Regions from separate parts of the Mus musculus genome. Here region 2 is linked to region 1. Evidence: chromatin contacts called from public promoter capture Hi-C data. All regions are on one chromosome and are shown on one strand. The core of a region is the stretch at or near the end of the contact, and the rest is flanking DNA. Distances in the headings are between cores, read along the strand shown. Region 1 holds the start of Serinc1 (serine incorporator 1). Region 2 has its middle 39 kb from the start of Fabp7.

Region 1 (5,000 bases), core at 1,441-3,940:
ATAAGCAAAGAAAAGTTGTCAACATTATCAATGATCAAGGGTGTCAATGGACAACATGAAGAGTTTCATCTTTTCCATAGTAAATGTGATAAATTTGTGTTATCCAACAGTAGGGCAACACAAACACAAGTGGAGAAGAGTGCTTTGAGAAAGCTCATTTTAAGCACAATTTGCAATGTGATGGCACCAAATTGAAGCTATAACAGCATAGATTGTTGGCTATACGCTAGCTGTTTTCATTTCTAACAAGAGAGCAGGCATAAATACAACCAGAAACAACTTTATTTGTAATGTTTTATTTCTTGAGGACAAAAAGAGTTAATGGTCATGACATTTCTTATCTTACTATGCTTCTAAAATGTTTTGAAAATGTTTAGTTTTTTAGTAACATAATTTCCTCTTTTTGACATTTTTGATATTTTTGATATTTAAGTATCTAGTAGGCATCCATATGAATCATTTTGTGTGTGTAAAATTCTTTCTTGAAAAAAAAATTACTCTCATGCCATCAGTCTCTCCCCTGCTACTACATAATTGCAGAATCTCTAAAACTTGTTCATAGAAGTCATACTTTTTATAATTAACATATCACTCTATTACCAGACATAGCAAACAATGTTCTCACATAAATTATTATACATCTGCGGAAAAGACATGACAGATACCAGAAATTACAACTGACTAGGAGTTCTCTACATGAGCAATACATATTAAATGATATCTGGGTCTCCTTCATAAGAGTATCAAATTTCTAGGAAGAAAACTTCATTTTATAAGTTAGCTGATTATATCCATCCCACAAATATAGACAAGAAAATATAAAGGAACATGGAGACATCACCTGAGAAACTGACGCAACCCATTAGGTGGAGGCTGTATCCAACCTAGGTTGGCAAATCACAGACAGTGGTAATTTTGGTAGGGAAGAAAGTAGAGAAAATAACCTGTGTTGATTTTCTATGGACTCCTGTATATGGTGCTAGCATTTGCACTTGTAAAAACATGTGTCATATAATTTAACCCTTACAGTTCTATAGTTGAATCTTATACCCATATATATTAATAAAGACACTAAGCTTTTGAGAAATCAAGCATCTTACTAATGGTGTCTTGTTTTCCCTCCCTCCCTCCCTCCCTCCCTCCCTCCCTCCCTCCCTCCCTCCCTCCCTCCCTCTCTCCCTCCCTCCCTTCTGTTTTTGCAGTGATAAAATACTCTCATCAAAGAAGCTTAGAGAGTGAGGGCTTATTTTAGCTCGTAAGTCAAGGTTATAGCCCATCACAGCTCTGTTCACAATTAAGGCCCATATCAATTAGAGTAACCAGGATGATCCTGCATAGGCATGGCCAGAGATGAACCTAGATTCTGTCAAGTTGACAATACTAACTGTAACAGCTAGTGTCTTCACAACTTATACTGAAAACAGAGTTTTACACTTGGGCGAAAGAGTATAGAGGTCACATTATCAATCAGAGGAGGTACAAATAGCCTCTACGTGATAGTTTATGTCTTGAAATGTTGGGCTCTACTTTCAGGACTCTTGTAACTACAATGGTTCCCAGTCTTCCATATCTATCTCCAACTACAAATGGACTCACTGAACATTTTGTAGCTCTGTGTGTTCTGTTTTTTTCTTTTTGTTTTTTGTTTTTTGTTTTTTGAATCTTGAACTTCCAAATACTAGGGAACGGATACCAGAGACTTTACAGATTTGCATGCTCAAAACACACAGGCTGATTATCTTCTGTTTTCAATTTTATCCCCACTCTTTGGTCTGTGTTAGTTAACAGTTGTAGTTCTGCCAGATTGATAAGGGTTACTCCACCCCTCTATATGCGTTTTTTGTCAATTTTATGAGACATCTTTATTTTAAAATATTTATAGTAATGGGTATTTCAAAGTGATGTCTGTGTACCAAACTCTTCTCATGGAATGTTTTCAAGGGCAAATTACAGAAAAATAAGAATCGACACTTTTCTATGAACACAGCCCAAACATACACATCAAAACAAGGATGTCAATTGTATGTCCGGATAGCTGTTAATAAACCCCTATACTATAATAAATGTCTTAACTAAGTGAACCCTTTTTCAAGTACATGTTAAAATGTGTCTCAATAGTAAACAAAAGAACGGAAAGGCCCAAACTTGCGGGGGAAATACACACACACACACACACACACACACACACACACACATACACACACACACACACACACGCGCGCATATATATATACGGACACATATATATGTACACACAGATATATATTATATACATATATACATACATATATGTATATATATGATATATAACATACATACACACACACACACACACACACACACACACACACATATATACACACACCAGTGAAACTTGTTCCACATAGTGGCTGCAGGAGTAAAATATGTATGTTAGTAGAACAACAACAAAGAAAACAAAACTAAAAAGGGGACTTTAGTGGAAATGAGATGGCTAAATCCCAAGAGGAACCAAAAAACAGTAACAGTAGCTCTTCTAACGTCCAAATTCAAGACAATGACAGAGGCCTTCCCTAACACAGTCTTCTTTACTTGGCAAAGTAGGCCCACTCCATGAAGCCACAAATCTAGCATCGCTGAAGACCACGCCCTTCCTCTCGGCGCATTGCGCACGCCCGGCAGCAGTCACCGGGTCCAGGTCTGAGCGGAAGTGACGCACGCGAAGCTGAGGGGCTTGTGCGTCTGCGCCGGAAGTGCCTGCCAGACAGTAAATAAGCCCAGAAAAAGGACGAAAGAAGCTGTCTCCATCTTGTCGGCACGCGCCGAGCTGGTGACGCGGCGGCGATGGGGAGCGTTCTGGGGCTGTGCTCCGTGGCGAGCTGGGTAAGGCGACCTGGGGCTCGCGGCCCGTGCGAGCTGGGTTTATCCGCCCTCCTCCGGTCTTTGCGGCTCCGCTTCGGGGCTGGAGCCTAGTGAGGGTGAGGCCGGGCGGAGCGGGGCGTCTCCCGAGCAATGGCTTTCTCTCTCGTGGGAGCCTCGGCCGTCGCCGTTCCAGCTCCTTCCTCCCACGGGCACTGAGTTTCTCCTTGTCACCCCGATTCCGGCGACCTCGCACTGCGGCACTGTCATTCCCGGAGGCCTCTTTTGTTCTGACACGCAGCCGCCAGGGAGTCGGGCCCGTTATTTGGGACATCTCGACAAGTGTCGACGTAGTCTTACCGGGTTTTTTTTGTTCTTGTTTTTAATACAGAAGTCAAATTCCCTTACTACGTACCTTTTTCGGTTTTGTTTGCTTTGATTCTTATATTTCCAAATTTATGTTTCTAGAAAAGGTGTTCAGGTCTGTGGGTACTGATTTTTTTTTTTTTTGACGTAAAACATGAACGTGCAATCTGAAAGTTGATGCTATAGGAAGGGTATGTTGCATTTTCGTGAGGCAGTACAATCCTCTAGAACAGTGGCAAGATTTCGTAAACCAGATGGCACAGATGACCCCGTTCTCTAATAGACAAAACATTGGCAGAGCAGTTTATAATAAAAAGCTTCATTGCTTTGGGTGAGGTATTTGGATTCAAATCTTATTCTTTGGCCAATGATTTCTAAGTTTAACTCGGAACAATCTTTTTTAACTAAATCATCCCTTTGTGTATATGTAACCAATGTACTGGCTAGTTTACATGCCTCATCATTTGAAAACTGCTTTGGTATGATATGACGAGAATTATGCTTAGTTTTTACTCAATACTGTTTGTAAGTCCAATGAGCTATTCCCTTATATTTTGCTATTTGCAGTTGGATAAGGAAATTTGACCTCGGAGAGCCTAATTGAGTCTGTTGACCCCTTTATACAGAAGGCAAAATTAAGTGTAGTAAAACTTAATAAATAGGAGCTGGGGAGATGACTCAGCTTGCTGCTTTTGCTAGATTATGGAGTTTAGTTACCAGCACCCACACATTCGGCAGTTCACTGCTTGTAACTCCAGTTCCAGGGAATCTCACACCCCCTGTCTACTCTCCACTGACAGTTGGCTCCCATGGGCACATACTCCCACACATAAGACACATATGCATACACATAACAATTGTAAGTAGTTATTATAAAATGTTTCCTTGGTTTGTTTGTTAGGATGTTGAGTTATTTAATTTGTAATACTAGAATTAGCTTGGTTGTGGTGTGGGCACACAGCAATTCCATTGAGACCATAGAGTTAGAGGGATATGAATTCTCCATTTTATTATTTTCCAGTTTAGTTTTGAGCACTGTTGTTGTTGTTGTTCTCTTTTGTCTTTTTAAGTTTTAAGGAATTTTTGTATATGTGTGTTTTAAGTCAAAATAGCTTTGGAGAACACCATTGGATACATTGCATGACTACATCTACAACTTAGATTGACACTTTTGTTCACGAAAGGAATGTCTTTGATGAAACTGGTGCTGTCTTGCCAGCATCATTTTATTATACCTAGGTACACTGAAGAGGTTGCAACAATAGCAGGGTTAGGTATGACTGGAACTAGGGGGCAAGTTGTTCATCATGATGCACCTTTCTTCTGACTCATCTGGAGGTTCATGGTGTGAAGTTTGAATCATACCTTTTGTTCAGTGTGCTCCTTTTAACTATTAGATTTCAGTGTATATCTGTAAGTAGAATTTGTATTAGGAGGTACACCTCCATCTTTTCCAACTCCCAAGTTTAATATGCTTACTTGCTTGGGAACTTTGATGAGGTGAAATTTTATTCAACTGTTCCTCTGGTTGAAATAATTAAGTATGTCAAGTAATCCATAATTTAAAGGCTTTCATTTTTTAACAGATTTTTGAAGACTCAGTCGAGTTTAGTAACACTTTGCTTCTGGTTCATAAAGTAACTATAAAACATTACTCCTGAACTACAAAAATGTATGAAAGAAAATTTACATGTGAGCATCTCTGGACCTTTTATCTAACTGTAATACTGCCAGCCACTAACATATCTTTCCTCAATATAAGGTCAGCATTGGTATTCTGAATAGATACTTTTTAA
Region 2 (5,210 bases), core at 1,495-3,994, 210 kb before region 1:
CCCCAATTATGATCTAGTAATTTTCCATTTGAAAAGCAATGAAAACAAGTACTTGCCTTTAAAGTTGGCTTGTCAACTATTATCTGATGATGATAAACCAGCCTGCTTCCAACTTGTGCTTGAAAGCCATTGTATTATAGGAAAGCCAAAGTAGGTTTATCTCTGTTGTTAATTAAATCACTGTTTCTTAAGGATGGAGGCTATTCTGAACCTGTGACCTTGACTACAAATGATCCTGCATTGCCTGTTCCAGGAAACAGCAACCATGTTTTTTTTTTTTTTTTTTTTTTTTGCTTCTTATAAGCAGTATGTTAAGGTTACATTTTGCTTTTGTAACCAGGCTTACATGCAAAATTCACCACTTCAGGGTTTTTGCCCAACAAAAAAAGTTGAAAAATTGATTTGGATTGGTCTCATTAGCCCTTGCCTTAGAGGGAGACACCCAAGATTCAGATCTGGTGCGTACACAAATAAAGCTTGGTTTAATTCGGGTTGATGGTCTTTTTCCATCATGTTTGTGGAATTAGCAGTTGTTGCTTTGCTCCTATCCAGACAATCCATAGAAAGTTCTTGAGCATAGAAATTCTACTCATTTATGCTACCTGAGCCTGGTTGTGTCCCAGCCTGTTAAAATGCAGTAGTGTGAGTGTTAGACCCAACAGTAGTTCAGGATCCAGGTTTGTTTTTTTGTTTTTGTTTTTTCTGCCTGCATCTCTGATTGTTGAGGGCATTTCAAATGCTATTTTTTTTTTCAGGCAATTACAAAACAAACAGAGAAGGAAATTTTCATCTCAGGAGAGACTGCTTTTGTGAATAAATCATCAGCTAGGGGAAGGAAGGTGGATATGCAATAAATGTTATCAAGTGTCATCAAAGAGGTATTTGTGAATAATGAGCAAAGATGTCTGTTGATCAAAGGAATGTGGGATTTTATTTTGTTCAAATTTACTAATACCTTCATTTTCTGATGAGCATGTCTGTTTTTTTGTAGTTAGGTATTTTGTCAACTTCACCCTGCCTACAGTCATCTGATAGGAAAGTCTCAGTTGAGAAATGTTCTAGATCAGATTGGCCCATGGCCATGTCTGTGGGTGGAACTGTCTTTTGTTACCTGATGAGAGAGGGCCCAGCCCACTGTCCCTAGGCATGTGGTCATGAGCTATATGAGGAAAGCTAGCTGAGCTTGAGCCTGTGTGAGAACCTCAGCCTAGGAGAAGATTTCCTATGCTTCCCTCAAGGATGAACTGTGACCTAGGAGTTTAAGCTAAATTGTTTCCTCCCATAAATCATTTTTGTCAGAATACTTTTATCACCTTAGTAAGGAGGAAACTACAAGTCAGTTTTTGCTGACTGCTGCCCACTTTTCATTTATCTACTACAAGGTAGGATTTGCTTTTGTTTGCATTTGCTTACAGGGACAAAACCCAGATGTCTCAGCCTGATTTTCCTGGGTCTTCGGGATCTTTGCAGAACCTCATTTTCAATGTTGAACCTTGCTTTTCTCTGTGTGTACCACAATGTGAAACTCAACAATCCACCTATGCAATTCTGGTCGCCACTCGGCACCTCTCATCTGAAATACTTGCCATTCCTTTTGAGTTCAGCCTTCCTCTGTGAGTTCACTCCATTGCCTCATTTGTAGCCTTCACTTATCACAGCTTACTCTGTCATGTGACCCACACTGATGCTGCTGCTCATCATTTGGCTGATCCTGAACGGAGGAGACAGCAGAAGCTTTGTAGGAGCACTCAGAGAGGCAGCCATAGAGGGGGCCCTCTTTTCACCCTCTCTGGCCACTGAAGACCTAATAGCTCTATGAGAACTCCAGAGCCATCCGGAACAGGAATGGGGTGCAATGAAGGGGCACAGGAAGCTTTTTTCCACAAGGAAGGAAGTTCTTATGAGTTCAACTCACTGAAATAGGAGGGCTTATCACCAAGGCAACACAGTGTAACATGTACGCAACCTAGGAAAGTTAGGCAGGCATCAGAATGGAACTAAATGTTTCCATATCTTGGAGAGGTAGTAAGGACTGAGGACTCAGCACACTCGTGTAGAATTAAGCTGTCATGCATGAGCATTGAAGAACTTGCTAATAATACCTTCAGTCAATGCTGAGAAACAAAGTCACCAAGTTTGAGTGTACTTTTCTGGAGATCACATGCAATATGCCCCATCTGTCTCCTCTCAAACTAGAAAAAAACAAAATAAGTAGTTCAGGGAAAATAAAATATAAATTTGTTTGCAAGAGTGAACAGGCCATTATTGCCAGAGTTTTATTCTTTTAAAATATCTCAAAAATAAATCCCCAAATTCAAAGACTATCAAGTCTAGGTTGTTAGCTTTCCTATAACTTCAGTTTAAGAAAACTGAAACTCTAGGAATGTGTAATAAAAGAGTACCTGCAAAGAAGCAAAGTATTCTTTCTCCCTCTTTTGGATTTAGTGATGGAATAACCCAGCCGCTGAGCCTCATTTTCTGCTAATAGGCAGAGTTAACTGATCAGTTCATCCCCCCAGTCTCTGATCATCATGGAGTAATCATTGCCTCACTACCTCCTGGTCCATTTCATAAACTTCCATTTTCTTGAGACAGAGATGTTCTGGTCTGAGGAGTGAGACTGTGTACTTGTTAATTATCACTGGGAGGTGAACACCTGCTCCAGAGACCTACAGACAGCCTGTCTGTGTTAACAGAGAATACTAGCAAAGACTGGCTGGTAACAGGAAGCAAGCAGACATGTGTCATGACCCTGCAACCTTTTGTAAAAGTAGTAAAAGCAGAATTATTACAGGGTGTGGCCCTCAGTGCAGAGGAAGTGAAATAAGTTGTGTCTTGTTTTCTCTACATGTTTAGTGACCTTGTGTGTGTACTTAAATCCCAGCTAATAGGCACCAAGAACAAAAATTATTCATTCAATGATTATAGCAGTACCTTAGAAAGAGATGGTATAGCTCATGAGAACCTGGAGGGGAGGCATAAACAGAAGCAAAAGAAACCCCGGGGCGGAGGAATCCACACTGAATTCTGCATCTGCTCTGTAACTTCAAAAGGACTTTGTTATAAATAAAAAGCATTCTTTTTCTTTAAAAAAAAAGATTTAATTATTATGATTAAGCACACTGTAACTGTCTTCAGACACACCAGAAGAGGGCGTCAAATCTCATTACGGATGGTTGTAAGCCACCATGTGCATGTATGTGGTTTCTGGGATTTGAACTCAGGACCTTCAGAAGAGCAGTCAGTACTCTTACCTGCTGAGCCATCTCTCCAGCCCAATAAAAAGCATTCTTGCCTTTAAACACATCCTCACCGTCAATAATCACCTTAACCTTTTAACTCATTTGTGCCTCAGTTTCTCCTGGTGCAAAACAGGGACAATAGTAGTACCATACCACGGGAGTATATGACTTATAAGGACCCATGTGAATAAAGCTCTCAGAATGATATGTGTACATCAGAGAACTATTATGGAAGTGTCTCTTGCTATCTGGGGAGATGATAGAAGTCCACAGTTTGGCTCTCTTACTCCTATATTCCTTTATCTCTCACTTTTCTCACTTCTCTCTCCCCTCTCCTTTCTCTTTGTCTTCTCCTCTCCTCTCTCCCCTCCCCCTTTCTCTCTCTTCTCTCTTTCCCCTGCATTTCTATAATAAACTCTTAAACCATAAAACAAAAAAGAAGTCCACAGTTTGAAAGTTCCATTTCTGAAGCCAGCCTGCCTTGCTTTAAAACCTGTCTTTGCCTCTTACTGGGCTCATCTTGGGTAGCCATTTTGGGCCATGTGCTCTCATGCATAGGGCTATAGTCAGAACTAATTATGTATGAAGCACTTAGGATAATAGTTAATGCTTAGTGTTAGACATTATGTTCTTCTCATGCTATCACTTGCATGTGTCCTCTCTAGGGAAAATACTCCAGTGGTACCAGCAGCTATACTCAGTGCCTTTAGTCCCCAACAGTTCCTTGCCAAGACTTCTTGGCCAGCATCCTCTTTGTACATTCAACGTTCCCACACAGCACACAGTGAGAAAATAGCTATCTCCTCCACCCCCACCCTGGGAAGACCAGGCAAATCAGTTAACCTCATGTCCTTTCTTTTAAGAGTCCCATTTTCTCACTAAGGAGGCTGTGCTCTGATAGAAGATATTCTGCACTAAGGCAAGAATAAAGACGCCCATTCACATGTTATTCACTTGCCTCAAGCTGCTTTGAGAGATCCAAATAAGTCTCAATTGGCAAATAGTGCTTCTAACTTGAAAGGCATCAAAGGCCTATTTGAATCTTAAAGTTTTACACAATTCAGAATTGTTTGTAATTTGATTTTAATAAAAAAAAGCATTGTGCACAACCGTATTAAATTAATAAATAAAATCTAGCTGGTTGTGTTGCATATAAGAAAGAAACTGTTGAATAGAAAAAGCCGTAGCCTTTATACATGCCTAAGTTTATTTTAAAGATGCACTATAGCTCCCTCTCCTGGCACCTAAGTTCAATAGTGTTCCCTAAAATTGAAAAGAAACCAGTAGCCAGATTAGAGTACTTTATTATAGTCCGATAAGGCATCTTTTCAGGGAGGGGTGTGTGTGTGAAAAACTGTAGTTTGGTGATTCCACCCCTGCCCGCTTAAGATAATCCCCACCAACACACAGCAGCATTAGTAAAAACAACGCAACAACAACAAAAATAATCTGGAAACCTAGGGCAATCTGGGCAGATTGGCTTTGATGTGTTAGCGGTAGAGTGACATCGCCACCTGGTGTCCATTTTATGAATTTTCATACATAAGTATTTAATTTTGTGAACATGTAAGCAAAATAATTTACCCAAGAAGCAATATCATTTACCCAATTTTAGGTAGAAATCCACCCAAATCCACACAAACTGGCTGCCTTGCTCTGTCCCTCTTAGTAGCCACCACACTGCGACATCGAAAAATTGATAGGAAAAAGTAAATCCCCGTTATTTTAAATCCAAATCGATTAAAAAAAAATAAAACAGGAATATCTGAACGTCTATTTAGTGCGCTGGGAGCTCTCACAGAACTGCCAAAGTCAAGTCCATGGAATCAAAGGAGTAACAAGCCCTTTGTTCTTAATATCTTACTCTCTGAAGAGTGGCTCCCCAAGGCCTCAGCAGCTGGGCTAGCCCACACCTTGGAGAAGCTGCGCAGTCACATGTGCCCCTCCAAGGCACATGGAACAGAACAC

What was found. Promoter capture Hi-C pulls out the DNA fragments that hold promoters and counts their contacts.
Region 2: a contact with region 1 is called in a promoter capture Hi-C map of macrophages, with 6 read pairs. The contact joins the enhancer-like site here to the promoter of Serinc1 in region 1. A contact is called at or near these places in 5 of 39 promoter capture datasets (the 3T3-L1 cell line, the HPC-7 cell line, hippocampal neurons and 2 more), 6 of 484 Hi-C or Micro-C datasets (CD4 T cells, CD8 T cells, cerebellar granule neurons and 1 more), 3 of 115 datasets of contacts at active chromatin or transcription factors (astrocytes, bone marrow-derived macrophages and memory CD8 T cells) and 3 of 9 other capture datasets (adipose tissue, liver and macrophages).

The regions. Positions count from the first base shown.
Region 1 is chr10:57,530,219-57,535,218 of GRCm38.p6, reverse strand. Serinc1 (serine incorporator 1) reads left to right here and starts at 2,690. Exons shown (of 9, transcript NM_019760.3): 1 at 2,690-2,862. The coding sequence starts at 2,824.
Region 2 is chr10:57,743,200-57,748,409 of GRCm38.p6, reverse strand. No RefSeq gene overlaps it. Among named protein-coding and RNA genes, the nearest start is that of Fabp7, 39 kb to the left of the region's middle. Within about 2 kb of position 2,744, at least 58 of the 459 cell types and tissues checked have an H3K27ac peak or open chromatin away from gene starts, as enhancers often do. A contact at or near this core is called in astrocytes, bone marrow-derived macrophages, cortical neurons and 2 more, where this site is marked.